2 separate regions of the Arachis hypogaea genome follow, and region 1 is linked to region 2. The links are chromatin contacts, called in public Hi-C maps. All regions are on one chromosome and are shown on one strand. The core of a region is the stretch at or near the end of the contact, and the rest is flanking DNA. Distances in the headings are between cores, read along the strand shown. Region 1 overlaps LOC112766678 (amino acid transporter AVT1I-like). Region 2 holds the start of LOC112766797 (ubiquitin-activating enzyme E1 2).

What was found. Hi-C and Micro-C count contacts between places; a contact is called where the count stands out from the background.
Region 1: a contact with region 2 is called in a Hi-C map of an unstated tissue, with 4 times the contacts expected there. The contact joins the enhancer-like site here to the promoter of LOC112766797 in region 2. A contact is called at or near these places in 5 of 8 Hi-C or Micro-C datasets (leaf and an unstated tissue).

Annotation. Positions count from the first base shown.
Region 1 is chr17:25,992,948-25,996,386 of arahy.Tifrunner.gnm2.J5K5, reverse strand. LOC112766678 (amino acid transporter AVT1I-like) reads left to right here. Exons shown (of 3, transcript XM_072222618.1): 3 at 175-865. The coding sequence ends at 696. Among protein-coding and RNA genes, the nearest start is that of LOC112767180, 6.2 kb to the right of the region's middle. Within about 2 kb of position 1,431, at least 3 of the 3 cell types and tissues checked have open chromatin away from gene starts, as enhancers often do.
Region 2 is chr17:25,859,226-25,862,949 of arahy.Tifrunner.gnm2.J5K5, reverse strand. LOC112766797 (ubiquitin-activating enzyme E1 2) reads right to left here and starts at 2,436. Exons shown (of 7, transcript XM_025812695.3): 1 at 2,170-2,436; 2 at 1,423-1,865. The coding sequence starts at 1,852.

The sequences.
Region 1 (3,439 bases), core at 182-2,681, 130 kb before region 2:
TAGAGTCACTAAATTGGTATATTTTTTCGTTCAAGACTTAGTAGAAGCTAACATTATTCATTTATTCCAGGAGACAAAATTTTCCAAGTACTCTGCCCATCTTGCACGTTTTAAAATTCCAAACCCACCTAACTATATGTTATTACATGTATCATTTACTTTAATTTGTTACAGGTGTTGCTGGTGTGCTTCACATTGTGCACTCTAGTATATGCAGCAACAGCAGTTTTGGGATACTTAATGTTTGGATCAGAGGTTGAATCAGAAATAACTCTGAACCTTCCAAAAGAAAAACTGAGTTCAAAAGTGGCGATATACACAACTTTGGTTAACCCCATAACCAAATATGCTCTGATGCTAAGGCCAATTGTGGATGCCACAAAAAACGTGCTTCCATCACACTACAACAAAAGGCCAAAGCTCACACATATACTAATTAGTAGCATATTGCTCTTCACCACTGTTGTTGTTGCACTCACTGTTCCATTTTTTGGGTACCTAATGTCCCTTGTTGGTGCATTGTTAAGTGTCTCTGCTTCATTCCTAGTGCCATGTGTTTGCTACTTGAAGATTTCTGGAACTTATGGGAAATTGGGATGTGAAATGATCGTCAATTATTCCATAGTGTTAGTAGGAGTTGCAATTGCAGCATTTGGAACTTACACTTCCCTCTTAGAAATAATTAGGCATTTATAGTTGTAATTCCCCATTTGTACTTTTTTTTTAAAATAAAAAATACTGAGATTACTTACATATATCATGTATCGTAAGTAATCCATTTGGAAGTTTGGTTAAACCATGTGGTCTCCTATTGAATGCACTCGAGATTAATGTAAAATAAATAAATCGAAGAGTAGCATAGGTAGTTATTGTTTTCTTTTTCTTTTTTATTTTTTTTTCCGGGAAGAGAATTTCAATCAATTAGAGGTATTCAAACTGTCAAAAAGACTAAGCTACATATGTTTTTTTCCCTCTGTTGTTGATGCCGATAAATTAATGATTACCCTATAGGGGATCAAAATTCTTTTTAAGGGGTTTGTCGTTAGACTTCAATTACTATTTTTATAAAGCGGGAGTAGAACTTCTAAGGCTTATTTAAGTTGAAGAGTAAGTTCAGTTAATCATTCAAGTTACCTAAGTTATAAATATTTTTTGTTTTGTTTTTTATAGTATGGCATAATTCGACAAACTAAAAACTGATTAATTATAAATTTAAAATTTATTTAAAAATTTATTGTAAATTAATTAATTATTATATGCACAAAATTTAAACTCTTAATACTTGTTTAAATAAATTAATAAATTAATTACTAAATTAATCCAAGATTATTTCAAAGTTACAAATGTTGGTAGAGGCATCTTCCAAACAGGCCAGCTCATCTTCTATTCTATTCCCATCCGTTCTAGTACTATGATTCAACCAAATAGATGGGCCAACGCTACAGTGATGATTTTTTTTTTTCTACATGTGATGAAATTTGCTGTCATACCTTTGGGCATGACACGTTTCCTCTATTTTGCAGAATAGTCAAATAATGATTCAGAAGAGTCGGGTTCGGATTGCTTTATACTTCCGATTTCATCACGTCTAAAGTCATGTGTTAATTCTGACAGTTTTTTTTTTTTTTTTTGGTATCCTGTTTGCTCGGAAGAGAGCCATCTATCTTTAATTCTTTCTATAAGGAATTTTGGGTTACTTTTTCGGAAATCTCCCTTAAGATTTAATCTAAGTAATCGGTCAAATATTGAGTTTTGAGTCGCTGGAATTGAATACTATAAAATAAAGACTGAGGTGAACTTCGTCTTTTAGACTCTTACAAAATTGCTTAAAAAAAGAAAAAGAGAAGAGATGATTATTAGCAACATTTTTAAATATTTTTTATTGTCCATTTTGTAAGTATGGGCTTTAAAGGCCCACTTTTCGTTGGACCGTTTCTTTTTTCTTTTTTCTAAGCCAATTTTTGGATTTTTATTGGAGTTAATGGCAGAATTTGCTATGTCACAAGGAGCTGCACAAAGATTCGAACCTTCATTAAGCTCAAGAGGCTATAGAAAGATAATAGTAGCAGTGTATATGAGTGTATATGGGTATGTGGTGTAAAAAACAAAAAAAAATCTTTTTAGACAGCCGAAACCTAATGGCAGTATCATCTGTCTCACTCCTCAATAAAAAATATAAAACCCATGTTAGTAGCAGGAGTGTTTGTATGAGTGAATGTATGTTGTGTAATGTATAAAACCAAAAAAAAAAAAAAAAGAAAATGTCTTTCCGTAAATTAGATTTTTGGGTTACGAAATAATCTTGAATATGGACAGTAATAGGATATTTTTTATATTGGGGGATTGGACCTATAGTTATTGATGAATAAATAGTCGTGTAATATTGATATAGTATCATTTATTATGTAATATCAGTCAATTTTAACATCATCAATAAAAGAAGTAACGAGCCAATGAGTTATAGCTCAAATGGCATAGGTTGCGGGTTCGAGTCTCCTATCTTTGGTAAAAAATAAAAAATAAAAGAAGTAACGAATAATCAACATGATTAACTTGAAATATTTGAAAAACGAATTTGATTAAAAAAATTTTTTGATAACCAATTCCAAAAACGAATAATTTTTTAAGGATGAATTTGATTACTTATTCATTATTGATGGTTTAGACCTAACCTTTTTTAGGTGGATTTGACAAAATAAGTTGGCCCCAAATTAAGTAAAGGGTGTTGTAATCCTTTTTAATTTAATAAATTTTAGTTTTTTATTTATTATTTTATATCAATGGCTCGAATTTAGAGTTTAACATTTAGAATTTAGAATTTATTATTTAATATTTATGATTTAGAATTTAAGAAACACTAAAATTTTTATTTTTATATTATCATTCACCGGTTTTATTTATATTTATATAAAACTAAATCTATTTTAGATTAAAAATATAGGCATAGTGTTAATATGAATTTCATATGACAGAAAATAATATTCGTGTTGATGCTGATTATTTTTTGCATTGTAAATGTTTTTGTTGTGATTTATTTTGGTATCTTTTTGACAGTACAGTAAGTAAACATACTTAAAGACTTAAAGTACATAATTCTGAGAGTAGGATTTCATGTTGTAAATCTAGGGGTGGATAAATTTGACGGCTGTTTTTTTTTTTTTTTTTTTTTTTTTTTTTTATGGAGAGTATATGGTGTTTGGAATGGAAATGGACATTTTTAGTATATTTATATGTTAATGGACATATCAAATATATAGGATCAATACGTAGAGAACGTGCTAACACAGTATGTGTAAGGCAAGTTGACAACACGTGAAAGGTGTGTTGCTAACATAACAATGTGTGATTCGAGGATACATAACAAGGAGCACACGAGATTCATAAAACTAACAGGAATCCTAGACACCAGCAAACCTTTTCTGAAGGGTGCAAATATTGG
Region 2 (3,724 bases), core at 1,187-3,686:
TATATGTAAATTTCACAAACTTTTAAAAATAAATGATAATTTTCAACTAATAAATTATGTTTTATATCAAATTTAGTTGATCTTAAATTAAAAAAGAGCCTAAATAGTCAACTTGAATTCTTAAACTGCACATCAGAGTAGTTTCGAAATAAAAAATAAATAAAATTTACTCAAAACGACACAACTTTGAACCAATTTGAACAAAATAAGTGCCAAGTCGCACCCAATTCATACCCAAAACATATTTTTATGTAAAAGAAAACAATACCCAACACATACCCGTACCCAGTACCGGTGCATTGGCAAAATGCACTCCCCAAGGCCGGTTTGTTAAAGCTCTTACTTTTCGAGAATAGCTTGTCAAAACTGGTTTTGAAAGATACCTTCCTATAAGTTGTAATGCCTATGTTTGGAAAATCATAATAAAAATGGTTTTCAATAACTAACAAGTACATGCAATAATTGTGTTTGGTAAAACAAATTTAAAAATTTAAAAATACCATAATAAACATAAATATAAGAATATATTTAGATATTTATTAATATATGAAGTTATATTAGATTTTATAATTTTGATAAGCACAAGCTAACTTTGAAAAGCATCTCCTTCGGTGTTTTCAAAAGCACCCTGAACGTTTAAAAGCAACAAGTAAAAGGCTAAAAGCACATGATCTTTTTTTGTACCAAACACAAAACGAAGAACTTGTGCTATTTTCTAAAAACTTTACCAAGCCAAGCCTACATGCCCATGACTCACAATCTCACTGCATATATTAATTTCTTGCCAATAATGGATACCAGAGACCAGATCACCAAATTTAGCAAATGCATCAATCTTTCCTTTTAATTAGAGAGCACTAAAAGCAACAAAAACCATTGCTAGTATAGTACATGCTGCCCCCTAGGTCATTGTATATTCGTATAAAATCATTTTAGTATTTGTGTGAGTTTCCGATTACAAGTTTACAACCAATTCAATAGCAGTCTACTAAAACCCTGAAGAATTTAACAACAAACTCCATTCATCATATATATAAACATCTTGAACAGCAAACATCTGATAATCCAATAGCAAGTTTAGAAGGATGTTAGAATTGCTCTCACATAAGTTTAATAGTTCAAGAATGATATACTCTTATCATATTTGGTTTTGAGTTTCATTTGTCATTTGACATTGATTCTGCTGTCGAACCATGGTGTTGGGTGCTATACCAAAAACTTTAATTTTGACAAATCTTCTCAAATAGAAGGTTCCTAACTTCACTTCAAAATCACATTTCACTAAAATCTATTCAGACAAAATCAAGATCAAGTATTAAGTTTGCAAACACAACAAAATAGGCACTAAACATTCACTCAACAAGCAACAATATCAGAGCAAATCAAATTGATAGATCGCTCAAATCTGAAAGTAACAATTACCGATCTCAACGCCAAGACCCTGCATCCCTGAAACAAGGACATTGGAACCAACGAGCTTCCTCATGGTCTCGCGTCCGTACACCGCAAGCTGACGGCTGTGGAGATCCTCATCGATCTCCGGCGGGTTGGAATCTCCCAAAGCCATTTCTGACGGTCCTCCTCCGACGCTTATGCTGTTGTTGCTGCTGCCGCTGTTCTTGTCGTCTCTGCTCCGGTCAGTGTTGTTCACCGCCGAATCCTCGGCAGCACCAGAGGGCGAGCAGGCAGTTAGGCTCCCGATCCGGCACTTCTTGTGAAATGAGGCCGCAGCAGCACCACCACCTACAACGCCGCCGCCGCTGTTGCTTCCGCTGTTGTTGCTGCTGTTGTTATTGTTTTCAGTCCCTTCTTCTACAACCTCTCCTTCGCTAGGTCTCTTTCTTGGAAGCATATAGTGCAGTAATCTGCTACACGCGCGTCCACACCGAAATCGCACCATAAAGGCAACAGCACCAGCAACGAAAACAACAACGACGATGGAGATTTTCACAAAGAGGGAAAAATCAAACGAGTTAGAAATAAAATGATCGGCGAGAAGATCTCGCGAGATGAAGTACGATATTATCAGAGGCAACAACGCTAAGAGCCAAAACCCTAATAACTGTCGCATCTTGATTCGAATGCAAAGCGATGAAGCAAGCAAATAAAAAATGAAAATGGAAGATTTCGAGTGTGGAAATGGAATGAAAGGAAGATGAAGGAACGTACCAGTTGGAACTTGGGAGAAGCAGAAGAAGAGAAGAATGGAATCTGTGATGTTAAGGTGAGAATCGGAGGTAGGAATTTTTGTAGAGTGCGATTGCGTTTTTGTTAGGTTCTGTATTTTTGAGGGTTTTGCTTTTAGGAATGATGAGAACGGGTGCGTGTATAAGGGGCAGTGGGGGTTTGTATAAGAAGAGGTGAAGTAGTTAGGGGCATTTTGGACTTTTGGTTCCAATAGAAAATAATATAAGAAATATGTTTCGCTAGGGTTCTGATAGACAGGTGGTGGTTTTGCCTCCATATGCGAAAATTTCTTACCTGAAACTATTAAACATCATGAAAACTCACAAATTTTTACTATCTATTCTATTATATAAAAATCGGATGTCTGCACTTAATGATGAAACTGACGTGGCATACTTTAGAGAGTGTTTTCTGATTTAATTATTTTAACTCATTCAATACAATTTATTGCACTGACTTAATTATATCAACTAATTAATTTGATTAAATTTTTAAATATTAATATAATTAATATAATTTATAATAATTTATATTACTTAATTAATTATATTACATTAATCATAATTCGTTATATTGGTGAATTAGTCTTTTCATTTATAAAGTCTAAAATAAAATAAATAAATTATTATTTATTCTAATTAAATTTATTTATATACTATATATGAATTATCGTTAAGTTATAAAACATAGAACTTGTAGATTGTGATAAAAACGCAAATCAGAAAAAAAAACGCATACAATTATAGAAGAATTAAATCTATCCTCTTTATTTATTTTTAACCATCGTTTTAGATTTTAATTTTTTTAAAAAACCAATGATAGTGAAATTTTATTGATGCTAGATAAAATTATAGAAGAATCAAATCATAATTTACATTTATTGATGTTAGGTAAAATTATAAATTGTTGCTCTTTCAATCAAATCATACCACATACAAAAATAAATTAAATTAAATAAATCGAATTTGCATCTCTATATAAATCGAATTGAATAAATTCGATTTAGGTAAATACGTAGTAAATTAAATTCATAAGGTTCGAATTATATGCAACTTCTGAATAATTATAATGTTATGGGTATTTTATATAAAAATTAATACAAAAATAATTTAAATTCTGTACAATATTTTTTTTGTATTTATGAGCTATTAAAAATGAACGAAAAAATATTGTATGAAATTTAAATTTTTTTTGTATGGGTTGTTGTATAAAATACTAATATTATTATAATTATTTATTTTGAAACAGACTACAACTAAGATTTTATTAACATTTTTAAATAAAATATTTTTATAAAATTTTGAAATTTTTTATTATGAGCACTTTTTGTAATTATTATAAATAATTTTATAAAATTTAAAAATGACTTAACAGATGTTATGAGTAAATCGTCTGACAAGAAAACTCATTACAAAACCGGTCGTATATGTGATTAATCGGTGAACCGTTAGAACTGGTTGATTTTTTTAAAGGGTTTTCGGTTTGTTAATAACTCCTCCAAACGGTGCCGTTTTGACTTAAAAAAAAAAACTGAATC